Regions from separate parts of the Oryctolagus cuniculus genome. Here region 2 is linked to region 1. Evidence: chromatin contacts called from public Micro-C data. All regions are on one chromosome and are shown on one strand. The core of a region is the stretch at or near the end of the contact, and the rest is flanking DNA. Distances in the headings are between cores, read along the strand shown.

The links. A called contact is a pair of places that touch in the nucleus more often than the background predicts.
Region 2: a contact with region 1 is called in a Micro-C map of ear pinna, with 4 times the contacts expected there. The contact joins the promoter of MACIR here to the promoter of GIN1 in region 1. A contact is called at or near these places in 2 of 6 Hi-C or Micro-C datasets (ear pinna and an unstated tissue).

The regions. Positions count from the first base shown.
Region 1 is chr14:25,557,141-25,564,683 of mOryCun1.1, reverse strand. It overlaps GIN1 (gypsy retrotransposon integrase 1), which reads left to right and starts at 2,584. Exons shown (of 8, transcript XM_008261986.4): 1 at 2,584-2,714. PPIP5K2 (diphosphoinositol pentakisphosphate kinase 2) reads right to left here and starts at 2,791. Exons shown (of 29, transcript XM_070056500.1): 1 at 2,652-2,791.
Region 2 is chr14:25,704,985-25,712,527 of mOryCun1.1, reverse strand. MACIR (macrophage immunometabolism regulator) reads right to left here and starts at 2,528. Exons shown (of 3, transcript XM_051853595.2): 1 at 2,290-2,528.

The DNA of each region.
Region 1 (7,543 bases), core at 1,335-3,834:
CACACAATCCATAATGGCTACAAATGTAATTCAAACCTAGGTCTGTTTAAACCAAAGACCACTCTTTTAAACCAAAGACCATGGATGGGCCTCGCTCTGGCCATTGTGGCCATGTGGGGCACGCACCAGCAGATGGAAGACATCTTTTTCTCTCTCTCCTTTTCTTTCTCTCCCCCCCCCCACGCCCTGTCTGTAGCTCTACCTCTCAAACAAATAAATAAAATCATTATTTTAAAAGTGCCTACAGTTAAAGCAGTGCTTCTCAAACTTCAGTATGCATCAGAATCACTTAGAGAGCTTGTTAAAACTGTTAAGTGAAAAAGTCTGGGGGAAGGGAGGAGGACAGTATTTCACTTTGCCTAAAGTTCCAAGGTAATGGTGACGCTGATTGTCTTGGAATCCCACTTTGAGAACCACTACTCTGTTCTATGGCAAAACTAAATTTGAAGTCTTTTTCTGAAAGTTTTTAAGTCTGCGTCTTCACATAAGCTATTGACCTCTCCAACTATTACCTGTAAAATGGGATTATAAATTCGTACATTCTGAAGATTAAATGACAATGCGACGCAACCAGCACATGTTAAGCACTCAGTAAATGTTAGCTGTTCATATATTTTGTTAACTGCTGTTACTTAGATTTCTGACCTACATTTAACAGGCAAAGAGAAAACACAAACAACTGGATGTCTGTATTTATCTCCCACCTTGCGAAGCTACTTGCCACTGCTGCTCCTGGGGACTTCATTTCACCTTTTCAGTCTGTCTTGCTTGCTTCTCAAGACTATCATGACCACTGGCTGAGAAAAAGTCTTTTTCTCACCTTTACTCCTTCAAACAGCTATTTAATATCTTTTTGCTAGGATTGTATTTCCTTTTGCCTGGAGTTCATGGTTCTCCTTGGAAGTTCCCATTGCCCCTTAAACAACCAACTGAAAGATCCTGACAAAAAGGGCTTCCCCAGAACTACAATGCCTCTGCCAGACCCCAAGGATACATCAAAACCCTCTCTGGTCTTCTACTCTTCAGGGCATTTCAGATTTATCTTTGCAATTATCTGCTCTTCTCAGAGTTGTTTATCCTCCCCAAGTTTTTATTATGAAAAATTTCAAATATTCAGAAACGTTCAAAGAACAGTCACTAAATATCCATCCATCTGCAATTAGATTCAAAAATTACCAACATTTTGCCATACACACACAGACACACAAGTTCTAGGCACCAACAAACTTCATTTCTAAACATCTCCAAACAATAAGGACATCTTCTCGCATAAGCACGAGAGACCATTTCCACTTAAGAAAATTCATGCTTCTACGCCACTATCTACATGGGAGCTTTTGGAAAACAAAGAACTATATATTGTCAGTACTTAACCAGGTGCATGGCACTTATTTGGGTGATCTGTAAATGCTCCATCATTTGTTCAGTTCAAATCCTCACACCCTGCAAGTCACATGAGTTTAAAACTTAGACATCAACCATTGCTTATACAACTCTGAACCTTCTGCCCATCAGTTTAACAATTTGCTTTAAATAAGCCTGCAGTGCTGAAGTATAGCGAGTGCTGAACTACTGAATTCTGCACGTATCTGTCACTTGTCCGACACAGGTACGCACACGCATACAGATAAATATATATATACACATATATATATATATCTTAATGAATTCTTTCAGCCGCTGCAAGTGCTAGTGAAGAAGTTACAACTGTGGGAGAATAATGGTAGGACAACAGAGAAAACAGACCTCGAAGTCAGATCAGCTTCCTAACAGATTCGGACGTTCAGCTAAACACTAGCGTTACTTGACCTCTCACTTTCTAACTCTGTAAAAGGGGAGTGGTCGTTTAATGTCAGGGAATTGTTGAAGGCGTGGATGGAGAAACACGTAAAGCATTTGACACGGTGAGACCTTCGTCAATGGCTGCTATTATTATCCGCCTACAATAACAACTATATATTTCACTGAAGAACTTGTGACAGCCAAACAGAATTCTTTCCCAGTGAACTCCCAGAGAGGATGCTCTTGCTGAAGTCAGCCATGCTTCCCCCAGCGTAGCATTTCTGCAGGGCAAAGCAAGGCACCGGGCGCGGTCAACACCCAGTAAGTCACAGAGAACCTCGTGGATGGGGGTCCAGAGGTCACTCTGCCGGCCTCGCCCACCCAGGGCACGAGGATGCAACACTTTCCCCGTCGCCCAGGCGAGGCGGTGGCCCGCAGCCTCCGTTCAGACCACGGAACACTGAAACCCACGAGGCTTTTGTTCTTTTTAGGGGGCACGCGGAGGCGCCGACAAGACCGCGGCATGAAAACGAAAACAGCCACCTCTGCCCACATCCGTTCCCCAACTCGAGGCTGCCCACCCCGGCGGAGGAAAGACGCGGCGCGCGGTGGCAGCTCGGCAGCTGCAGTGCGCGGCTTCCCAGGAGGAAGAGACCGCGAGACGCGAGCGGACCCGAGCTCTGCGCGGAACCGCCACTCCCCCATGCCCACGCTGCCACTCGCCCCGGCCCATGCCCCCTCAGAGGAGCACGCGCCCAACTAGGGTCCGCAGAGCACAACAGCGAACACAGCCAACGCCCACCGCGGCCGCGACCCTGCGCGCAGCCTGCTCTGCATCTCCGGTCCTCCATCGCTCGCCGGGCCCTCACCTGCCGCCGCCGCCGCCGCCGCGGTCGTCCCGCGAGCCGCTGGACACGGCCGAGCGCATCCAGGTTTCCGTTCACCCCTTCTAACTCCGAGGGCCGGGATGGGTGGTTCTTCGAGAGACTCCAAGCCGCACGCGTGGACGCGGGTCTTCTCCCTTCAGTAGCAACCGAAGGGCCCCATTGAGGCACCTTCAGCACCACTACACCTCATGAATCTCGGGCACGCCTCTTCCCCGCCCGCCTTGGGTCTCACACCGAAAGCTCGCCGGGCGGAACAACTTCCGGCAGGAGCCAAACGCGCCTTCCTCACCTCTCCGGACCGAGTTTCCGCCTCCCGCAAAAGGACGCCCCTCTTAACGTCCCGGGTGGAGTTCCGCTTCCGGCAGCACCACATAAGTCGCGGGAGGCGGCTTAAATCCTGTCGTTTGCATTTAGGACTACCTTGGTGAGCGGTCATTCTGGTGTGCTTGTGATACCTACTCTTTTTAAATTTTTTTTTTTTTTTCAAGTAAAGTGAGGTGGCCCCTGACAGTCATTTCACAATCATTCGCTTCCACGGGCCTGAAGAAAGGTTTCGCGGAGTCGGTGGAGATGTTGCGCAGGCGCTCTAGGGGCAGGAGGGCCGTGGGCGTTGCGCTGTTCCGCGTGAGCTGAGCGGTAGCTGGGCGAGCTCTCTTGTCAGGCGTGCAGAGCCTCCGGCTGCTCGTAGTCCCGCTTTCCTTAGTGGTCTTTCGCAGGTTAGGCTTGGACTTTACCCGCAAGAATGGAGTAACCAGCCTTGGAAACGCTTCCTGGTGCCCGAGACCCCGGGCTTGCGCGGGCTCGCAAGCCGACGCCCCGAGTCGCTGGCTGTGGAATTTTACCCTAAATTAAAATCCCCTATGGCGGGAAGAAATGGAGCCCAGGAAGCAGTCTTGCCGTGTTAAAGGGAAACGCATACATTTTTACCCCGGTGTGGACTGCCCTCCAATGGGCGTGTCTGAGCCCAAGTAGAGCTGTCGCTTCCAAATGGAAACCCGAGTGCCCTGTGTGGCCTCGATGTCGAGGGCATTTCTGGTGGGAGGAATGCGATCCTTAAGCTGAAGCCGGTACTGGAGAAGTAGCTGGTGTGTTTAGGGTTCCCCGCCTTTGGCGTTAGGCAACAACTGTGCCGGCCCGTTTTTCAGAAGTTACGCTAAAGGGATTCACAGGAGAAGTCTGAATCCAAGTTCACGTGTGCATTGAAATATTAACGGCGTTTAAGTTGGAACGCGTGCTTGTTATACTACCTGGGCTTCAGCTTGTGGCCTGGATGGTTTTCACCCTCGTTGAAACTCAGTTACAGCCTGATTTTATCTAAAATGTTGCTTAACTGCCTTATTTTCTTGGCCACACAAGGTCAGGCTATCAAAACAATTACGCAATAAGTATTTCCACAGGTATTTGTTGATTTTATTTGATACTGTGCAGGGGAGAGTGTGAAAAGCACAACCAAATATCCCGACATTCCTTTTGCAAACCTCTTGTAGTCAGCCTCCTTCAATACTTTTTCCTAAACCTAATTTCTTGGAAATTCCAAGGTAAAGAAAGCTTAAAATGATATCCATTTATGTAATTCAAGCCAGTTTAGTCTCCCTTACAGATGTTACCTCTGCTTAATAATCTTTAAAGATACGTGATTAAGTTCATTCTGGGTAGGACAGTTTAAAACTATTTTCTCAGATTAACTACTTAAATGCATGCTTTGTAGGGACCAAGTGCTGACTGATCATTGAAAAGGAAAAGAAGCCGGCGCCGTGGCTCAATAGGCTAATCCTCCACCTTGCGGCGCCGGCACACCGGGTTCTAGTCCCGGTTGGGGCGCCGGATTCTGTCCCGGTTGCCCCTCTTCCAGGCCAGCTCTCTGCTATGGCCAGGGAGTGCAGTGGAGGATGGCCCAGGTGCTTGGGCCCTGCACCCCATGGGAGACCAGGAAAAGCACCTGGCTCCTGGCTCCTGCCAGGATCAGCGCGGTGCGCCGGCTGCAGCGGCGGCCATTGGAGGGTGAACCAACGGCAAAAGGAAGACCTTTCTCTCTCTGTCTCTCTCTCACTGTCCACTCTGCCTGTCAAAAAAAAAAAAAAAAAAAAAAAAAAAAAAAAAAAAAAAAAAAAAAAAAAAAAAAAAAAGAAAAGGAAAAGAAAAACTGGTTCAAATTCTTTATCATATATGTGTATTTCCAATATTTTTCCCAGCTATGATTTCTCTTGGTTTCTTAACAGTATCTTTAAAAAAAAAAAAAAAACTAAGTCTTTTTTTTTTTTTTAAGGATGGTATGTTTTGTTCTTACAGGAAGTCACTGCCTAACTTGAGGTCTCATATTTTCCTTTTTCTCTTATAGACATTCTGCAGGTTTAGGTGTACATTTAGGCCTATAACCAATTATGAGTTCATCCTTTTTCATATGGATGTTCAATTTTTCCAGCATTTATTGGAAGAATATTCTTTTCCCATTGAATTGACTTGGCATCTTTGTTGCAAATCAGTTTATCATATCTGAGCCCTATTCTGTTTCATAGAACTGTGGCTGTTATGCTAGTACCACACATCTTGATTACCATAGCATTATTAGAAGTCTTAAAATCAGGTAATGTGAAGTTCTTAAACTGTGTTCATTTTCCAAACATGTTTTCACAATTCCAAGTTCCTTATTTTTCCTATCAATTTTAGAACCAGTCTATCCATTTCTACAAAAGAGCTTGCTTGGTTTCTCCTTGGGATTGTATTGAGAGTATAGATCAGTTTGGGGGAGAATTGTCGTCCTAATGAATTTGCCCATTTTTTTTTTCCCCTCATTATTGGAGAGGGAATGGCTCTTTCCAGCTTTCTAGTCTATACAGAAGCCTGCGTGGAAATTTGTCAGTGGTACTTCAGAAAGAAATAACTACCGTTGTTCACTGTATTATTCTTATTGGAAGAAATCACCAGACTGATTGCTGTTTTAAAATACACACAAAGACTGGTATCTCCCTCTCTTTGTCAGCTGGATGCTGTTCCTCACTGCCCTCTCAGGAACCTCAAACCATCAGTCATATAACTTTCTCTCCCGTTTCCAGTTCTCTCTCCAAAAACGCTTCTCTTAGCATTAAACTTTTATCCCCTTCTTAAAACAATCTCTCTGTTTAATTTTTTTTGTATTTTAGTTCATAGTAAAATACTTTAATATGAAACCATCTGAAGCCATTTTAGCATGTAACCATCATCAATATTCATCCCCAGAACTCTTCATCTTGTGTAACTGAGACTTTGCACCCGTTAAACAGTAACTCCCCTCTCCCCATCTTCAGACCCCTGGCAACCACTGTTGTACTTTCTGCCTCTGAATTTAACTAAATTTCTCGTACTTGTATAAGTAGAATCATACAAATGGTATTTGTCTTTTTGCGATTGGTTCATTCCACTTAGTAAGATTTCCTCAAGATTCATCTACAGTGTAGCATGTATTAAAATCTCCTCCCTGTTAAGACTGACTAATATTTCATTGTATTTAGATACCATACTTTGTTGAAACTCCTGGCCTTAATAGTTAAACTCAAGCTTACTAAATCCATTTTTTCAGTGCCTACTCATTTCTTACGTTGTTGCAGTCTGAATTCCACCTGCCCTGCTCTAATATTTCCAAAGCCACAGGATATATTTTAGTTCTTCTATCACTAAACCTCTCCTCCTACTTCCTTTTTTTTTTTTAATTTATTTATTTGACAGAGTTAGACAGTGAGAGAGAGAAAGGTCTTCCTTCCGTTGGTTCACCCCCAAAATGGCCGCCACAGCCAGAGCTACACAGATCCGAAGCCAGGAGCCAGGTGCTTCCTCCTGGTCTCCCATGCAGGTGCAGGGGCCCAAGCACTTGGACCATCCTCCATTGCCCTCCTGGGCCACAGCAGAGAGCTGGACTGGAAGAGGAGCAACCGGGACAGAATCCGGCGCCCCGACCGGGACTAGAACCCGTGGTGCCGGCACCGCAGGTGGAGGATTAGCCAAGTGAGCCATGGCGCTGGCGCCGGCCCCTGCTCCTACTTCTAAGATGAGAAAGACTGTATGTGCTGTGTATGTGTCCTTTTTAGATACTTATTTAAAAGATATCTTCTCCCAGTCTATCACCTTTTCATATTGATGGTATTTTTCAATGAGTTTTGATTTTCATAATGTCTTATTTGTCAAATGTTTTTTTTCTTCTATAGATAATGTTTGTTGTGTTCTACTTAGGAAATTTTGGCTATCCCAATGTTTTCAAGATCTTTTCATATTTTTCTTCCAAAAGCTTTGCCATTTATCATTCATTTTTAGGTTTATGATTTATCTGGAATTAATCGTTGTGGAAGACGTGAGGTAGGAGGTTAAAGTTTATTCTTTCCCTAAATAGAATTCCAGTTGTTCCCTCACCATTCATTGAGAAGATCATCTCTTCCCCTCTTGTCTTAAAAATTCTGTTGTAAACCAATTGATTTTATATTTGTGTAGCTAATTCTGGACTCTGTTCCTGTGACCTGTTATGTCAGTAATACACTGTATTATTTATTTTTTATAGAAAGTCTTAAAATCAAGTCTATTTATTTTTGAGATGTTTTAGAAACTGACAATTACATTTGTTTGATTTGGAGGTACAACCATCTTTTGTAAAATAAAAAAAAGTCACATTTAATTTTTAATGGAAAATGAATTTAAACAACAAAGTTTTATAACACTTTTATTTATTTTACTTTTGATTGACAAATTATATGTATTTGGGTACAAAGTGGGATGTTTTAGTACTTCTATGTATTGTGTAATCAAGTTAGGGTAATTAGTATGTCCATCAACTTTAAACATTTATCATTTTTATGGCAATAACATTAAAAATATTCTAGCCATTTCAAAAGATACATGACATAATTGCA
Region 2 (7,543 bases), core at 1,279-3,778, 150 kb before region 1:
GTTTCGAGCCACTGCTAAGTAGGGAGTGACTCTTCTAAAACCATCCTTGACCTCACAAACAGATCATTAACTTCACCAACGTGGGAAGACATCGCCATAATTGGTTCAGTAAGACAAAAATGTGTTTCTAGTATTAGTTCTTTGAATAGCAACCCCCTTAAAAATCGCAGCATTCATTTCCTTTCCATTTCTGCTAGTAAAAATTAAACCCGGGTTACTAATAGCTTCGGGTGAAGTCATCCTTCTACTTTTAGAAAAATACTCAGTGTCACTGCAGATGGGATTGACGGTAACTGTCTACACACAGTCTTCACAAGAAATCTGCCTCTTAGGAAGCATGGTCAAAGCAGGGCAGGTGTACCAGGTGGGACTGGCTAGCCCTCCAAGCAAAAACTTAAAACCAGATTTTCGTTTTCACAGCCTGGTGACAAAATTAAAGTTCTCTTTGGGAGAAATGAGCGACACCCCTGTCCCACTCCCCCTTCCAACTACAAATTAGCAAAGAAATTTTAAATCATGTATGTCAAGTTCTATTATTCCTAGTGTACTAAGAATTCTGAGTGAATATTAAAATAGCTCTCTGAAATACAGAGAAAAATAAGCAAATTCTTTGACTGTTTTCTAAGGTCACTAAGTATCTTATATTCCAGAATAGTAACTACTACAAAGTCTCATTTGTAATTAAATAAGCTACAATATTGGCAAAAGCATACTCCCTACATCAGTTCTTATCAAATTAAGAGGACCCTAAGCTGATCACCTCTTACATTTCATCCTGTCCATTTTGTTTCTAACCCACACAGTTACATAATAAAGGATATTGAGAAATCTGTGATTAAATATAAAAGTTTAAGCATCAATCGTAGCTCTGAACGAACACAGTAGTAACAGATTCTGCAATAATAACCAGTACCGTATTTTGAAATGTCTGGGAAAACAAAACTTTGGCGCGGGGTCATTACTATCTCCGAGGCAAGCGTGCATCCAGTTCCACAGGGTTAGAAGACAAAGCAAATACAACCCTTGGTTGTAAGGCGGCTCTTCGAGAAAAACCACGTAAAATAAAACGTCTGGGAGGGTATGCTGGGAGGCAAGCCCTTGGTAAGACGCTCCTGTTCCAGTCTCCCTGATTATTACAAAGTTCCTGGCGCCACTGTTACCTGCGCACCACGCCGCCCGCACGCACGCACCCGAATCTTCGCTCCACACAAAATCCCAGCCCACCCGTGTGCAGACTGGCGTGGGTGGGGAAGCAGGGAGTCCCCAACGGACGTGGAACACTTGCAAGGGGAAAAGGACGGGGCCATCACCGCCCGCCTGCGCGTCCCCACCGCCTTCCTGGCAGATTCGCAGATTCCACCACTAGAGAGAGTTTGGCAGCTTCACAATGGGGCCGCGCTGCCCAAGGTCCGCCCGCCGCCCGCCCGGAAACCCCTTCCCTCCGCTTCCCACCCGCCCCGAAGTCCAGCCGCGACAGGTGGGGCGAGGGCGGGGATGCCCCCCACGACATCTGCTGCTTTCCATTCCGGCCAGCAGCCGGGCCCCGCACCGCACGCGGCCCCGGCCGCGGCCCGGCCGACGCGGGCGGCCTCGCCCCCAGGTGGCAGCGCGGGCGAGGACGGCCGCCGAGATAAGGCCCCGCGGGCTCGCCCCGAGACGCTATCTGGCTGGGGCAGTCGCACCCTGCGCGCGGCCGGGCACGCAGCCAGGGGCGCAGCAGGCCGGGGAAGCAGCCCAGTCCCCCGAGGGGTGCCAGGCCCGCCGCCCCGCGGTGCGGGCACTGCAGCTGAGGGAGCCCGCGGCGCTGCACAGCGGCACAGGCGCTCCGGGTCGCCGAGCCCGCACCTCCCGGGCGAGCGCACGCCGCGCGCACACGGGGGCGCACACCCCCGCACACTCACTCACACGCGCTCTGCACACTCACGGCGTCTCGGGCCCCACCCCTGTGCCAGGAGCCGCGGGCTCCCCGCACCCCGCGCGGGCCCCACCCAGCTCACCAGTCCTCAGCTTCCCGCTCGGGTGCCCGGGCACCGGCCCGCCGAGGCCGTGGGGGACGCTGCAGCCGCCCCGCAGCCACCCATCCCGGGGATCTCCGGCACTGCGCGCCTGGCCTGGACACGAGGCAGGGAGGAAGGGGCGGCGCCGTGACTGGGGCTGGCACCGGGGATCGGAGGCAGGGGGCAGCCCCCTCCCCACCCTACCCCTCTCCCCCCCCCGCCCAGCCATCCCTACCACCTTTTCTGCGGCACAAAAGGTTGCAGGCGGAAACGCCGTGCCCGTGCAACCTACCAGTGGCCCAGAGCTCCGCCGCCTCCGCCGAGCCCGGGGCCGCGGGCCGGGAGACGAGGGCGGGAGAGGCGCAGGGCTGCAGCGCCGAGATCCGGGCGGAGGCCGCCAGCCGAGCCAGCCGGGTACCCTGTCGGCTCCCACCGCGCTCGGCGCCAGCTACCGCCCCGCGTAGTCCCCGCCTCCTCCTCCACCTCCTCCACCTCCTCCTCCTCCTCCTCCTCCGCCCGCCTTCCCGCCTCCTCCCTCTGGCTGCAGAGCCGCAGCCCGTCAGCTCTGAGCCCGCCTCCCGCTTCGCGCTCCGACACCCGGGGGAAGGGCGGGCGCGAGGAAGGCGCTGGAGAAACGGGCGTGGGGTGGGGGGGGTGCGATCGCCGAGTACGGTGGGCAGGGGGCGGCGCGGCACCCTCGCCCCAGGCCGAGCCCTGCGCCCCCACCAGAGAACTCGCAGGCCTGGGAGCGCTCCAGCGTCCCCGGTGACGGTGTGCTGGGGTTTGCGATTGGTTAAGTCTCTGCTGAAAGGGCGCTCTGCGCCGAGAAGTGGAGAAATTACAATGTGCAGGGTCAGGCTTAGAGAGCGACCGAATGTCCGGAGAATGTGTGCGGGGTAGCGGGCGGGAGCAGGCTTCACATGCGGGTCCTGATTGGATTCACTATTTTTCGATCAGCAGAGACTTGATCTTTTCCATCCTGGTAAGAAATGATGTCCCTTGACAAGGTTTGCTTTTCTCACTTCACGTGCATGCACTCTGCCAAATGGGTTCTGCTTAGCGAGAAGATAGTGGCTGACATTAATTTAACTCTGTTTATGCACAGCTGATAATTTCGCCTCTCAACAATTCCAAGAGGAAGTAACTTAGGCACCGCATTTTAAAGATGCAGAAAGTTTCAATACCATCAGCGAGGTCATGTACCCAGTAGGCGGCTGAGCTGGGTGTAGTACCCCAGGATTGTTTTACAGATGTTGGAAATGCTACGGGTCCAAAGCCAGCGAGTTGTGCTTTGTTTTGTTTTTAAAAAGTGTTTTATCCGAACATAAAACACAAAAATTTGGTGTGGATAAATACAATTTAAACAAGTCTTGAATTAAACTTACTTCAGAATCATCATCTGTCCCTTTAAATATAAAGACAAATAAATAGGAAGGCATTTCAAAACATTTGCAGAAAATAGAATTAAAAGATTAAGTTTCTTTTGGCGCTAGAAAAATCTGAAATAAATGTGAATGCGGGGACCTCTAAAAGTTTATGGAATTTTTTTACACCAAACTAAACATCTTTTAATTTCATTTTTCCCCAAACTTTGTTTTAAGATGTTTGCTTGGAAAGCAGAATGGCAACGGGAACAAGAGAGAGAGAGAGAGATCTTCTATCTGTTGGTTCAGTTCCTAAATGGTCACAATAACTCATGCTAGGCCAGGCTGAAGCAGGAACATGGAACTCCATCCAGGTCTCCCAAGTGGATGACGGAGTCCCAAGTACTTGGTCCATCATTGTTGCCTTCCCAGGCGCATTAGTAGGAAGCTGGATTGGAAGCAGAGTGGCCAGGACCCCAACTGGTAATCCCATATGGGATGCAGTTGTCCCAAGCGATGCCCAAAGTGTCCCACAATGGCTGCCCCCCACAGACTTTTCGAAGTACCCTCTTATCAACAGCCCTTCTTCATCACGTGACTTTTGGGGCTCCCAAGCTGACAGTACTTTCATTGTTCTCCAACAATTCTAGGAAATGTCAATTAACTTTCTTGCAACACAGCTGTATAGCAGACCTTTGCAAGCACAGTGGGTGCTGGATGGACCTCTTCTTTGCCTGAGTGAGTAGCTTAGGAGAACACACTGGGAGCTAGTTCAGGCTGTGATCTCCTTGACACAGGAGTGGATTGTTCTGATGGTGTCCTTCTCATAAAAACCACCTCCAAAGCCTTGTCTATTTTATTTTCAGAAACTTAATTTCATTTTTGCCTATCTGAAATCTTATAAGCTTTTCAGAAGAATGCCTTGTACTTGCCCTTTGCCCCGAAACTCTGCCAGTGTTCTTTGGCCAAAAGCAGTAAAGTTCCCATTTGCCTTTCAGTTTATTAGGCCCAACGCCTCTTCAGAAGGTTTTTTTGTCTCCAAATTGCCTCCCTCCCTGGTGGTGCTCCCTGCTCATATCCTAGTCCTCGCCCTTCACCCAGTCACTTCTTGAGCGGTCACTTCTAGACTGTCGCAAAGAACCCCTAATCCACCTGTTCCCCATACAGGGATGCCTGGTGTTCCTTCATGTGTGGCCCCATTGGAGACATGTCGTGTGTCAGCTAAAGACCAGACTGAGTTTTGTCTTAATGAGAAGGGGCGTGGGAGGCTGCAGAAGGAAGGCAGGGTGAGAGTGATGCCGAAGCTCTTCCTTGGGCATTTTTGTGTTCTGTGAGGATCTATTCACTCTGTAAAGCCTGGCCCACTTACAAAGGATTAGGCCCAAATGTGGAGCAGGCCCTGGGATCCGAAGCTCAGACGCTCCAGCTCCATCTCAAACACCTGCTGTGCAGGTTACCTCTCTGCGTCCTTTCTGGAAAAATCGCCTTAACATGTCATCTGACTGGGAGGGGTGATACACAGACGTCAATAGGGACACGTAGCAAACAGCGTGGGAGAACAGGGTAGGTGAATTTCACTATGGCATAAAGAAATGTGACAATAAGAAGTGTCCAAAATTGCACCCCACCTTGAGTATAAACCAACTTGGTTCAGGCAGGGCCTAACCAGGAAAACAGAGACCACATGAAATACCACCACACAGAGAGGTGGGGATGCCGGGACTGGGTAACGCAGATCACGGAAGATCAGAGCTGACCAGGAGTTGGTGAGGCAACCCAGAGGTTAGTACCGCCTTCTGCTCTCCTGCCAGTGCCTTCTGTTAGCCAAGTCCAGGTGCGAGGGAGATGGCCTGCAGGGCCCAGCCCCTCAAGACACAGAGAACAGAAGAGCCCCAAGTGAACCTGTGGGCACCAGCACAAGGCTTTGTTTCACTTTCTAGGCCTCAGTCTTAGGTAGCATTGTCTCCCATGTCCCTGAGTAGGGTCCAAGATCCAAGAGCACAGGTCTTCCCAGGCTATCTGTGGGTGTTGATGGCAGGGGTGGGGAGGCCCTTGGGCTGCTACTCATCTGTCCATAGAGGTGTCCCTTGTCCCCTCCCACAGCCACCACTCTGGCCCGGTGCCAGTGCACCATGTGTCTCCCGATGGGTGGGTGATGGATGGCCCCCGCCAGGCCCCACCCCATACATTCCGTACCTCCCTTCCTGCTCTGATACGACACTTGAAGTCAGAGAAATGTCCCCCACCTGGATCCATCCTGCTAAGCCCCGTATATCCGCAGTCATGCATATTTAGGGTCTTGTGGGGCCCCTGGAGTGTAGGGTGGAAACCCTGCTGCCTGGGGACACAATGACTTCTGTCTCTTCTCAGGGCAGGTCCCCCCTCTTCTTCCTTGTCTCCCCTTCTGCATTTGCCACACCATGCGTTTTGGCAATAAAAGGCAGAAAGAAGAAATGGCCGTGAGCAACTCCTTGGTGCCCTGCCATGGATCTCCCCAGATGAAGAGAAGGCAGAATTTCTTGAAATATTGCCGAGCCGTAGGGCAGATGGTGAGTGCCTGGGAGGAGGAGGGTAGAAGGAACTTGCTTTGTCACATGGTGATCTGGTGGCTGTGGCTTCCACACACAGGTGTCACCAGGAGGTCGGATGGGGGAGGGGGAGCTCCTGCAGCCCACTCAGATGTCCACGCTGAAACCTGTTTCCATCATTGGAGCAGGGGCACAATGGTCAGTCTGACAAATGTCACCACCTCTGGGAGTCCTTATTGTGTGTCTCCTGTCACTACCCAAACCCTGGCCACAGGTGCTAGGGTAGACTGAAGTCCCTCCACCCACTAGCTGCATGTTCAGAGAGGGCATGGATGTGTTTAACCCTCCAAGAAGTCCAGAGACAGGTGGACGTAACAGGTGTTTGGTAAGGATCCAGCTAATTCTAACAGGCCAGGGACAGACAAGCATGCGGGAAGGCCTGCTAGAGCCAGCTTTGTCCTAACTCAGGAGAATTGTTGGCTGAATATCCAGGAGTTGTGCAAATCATTGATAGTCAGCTAATTCTGGAGGCTGTTGAGTCATTGATACTTTGTTTTTTGTTTGTTTGTTTGTTTTTGACAGGCAGAGTTAGACAGTGAGAGAGACAGACAGAGAGAAAGGTCTTCCTTTTTTCGTTGGTTCACCCCACAATGGCCACTGCGGCCGGCATGCTGCGCTGATCTGAAGCCAGGAGCCAGGCGCCTCCTCCTGGTCTCCCATGCGGGTGCAGGGCCCAAGCACTTGGGCCATCCTCCACTGCCTTCCCGGCCATAGCAGAGAGCTGGACTGGAAGAAGAGCAACCAGGACAGATTCCAGTGCTCCAACCAGGACTAGAACCTGGGGTGCCAGCACCGCAGGCGAAGGATTAGCCAAGTGAGCTGCAGCGCAGGCCAAGTCATTGGTACTTTGAATCAACATTTAAAAAAAAATGAAATCAGGGGCTGGTGCTTTGGCATAATGGGAAAAGCTGCCACCTGCAATGCCAGCATCCCATTAGCTCCCTGCTAATGTGCCTGGGAAAGCAGCAGAGAATGACCCAAGTACTTGGCCCCTCCAGCCATGTGGGAGACCAAGATGAAGCTCCTGGCTCCTAGCTTTGGCCTGGCCCAGCCCTGGCCACGTCAGCCATTTGGGGAATGAATCAGCAGATGGAAGATTTTCTTTCTCCCTGCCCCCCCCCCTCCGGTAACTCTGTCTTTCAAATAAAATAAATCTTAAAAAAAATCAGAGGCCAATATTGTGGTACAGTGGGTTAAGCCACCTGTGATGCCAGCATCCCATGTTGGAGACCAGATTTGAGTCCTAGGTGCTCCACTTCTCCTCTAGCTCCCTGCTAGTGGCCTGCCTGGGAAAGCAGCAGATGGTGGCCCAAGTGTTTGGGCCCCTGCCACCCATGCAGGAGACCTGGTTGGAGTTCCAGGCTCCTGAGTGACCTGACTCAACCCCAACCGTTGCGGCCAGTGGAGAAGTGAAACAGCAGATGGAAGACCTCTCTGTCTCTTGCTTCCTCTATATCATTCTGCCTTTCAAATAAATAAAATAAATTTTTAAAACAAGATAAAGTCAACCACGATAGGAGAATTTGCACCATGGGCATCCAAAAATACTGTAAACAGGGCTTCTTCCTTATACCCCTCCTACCTCCACGCCAAC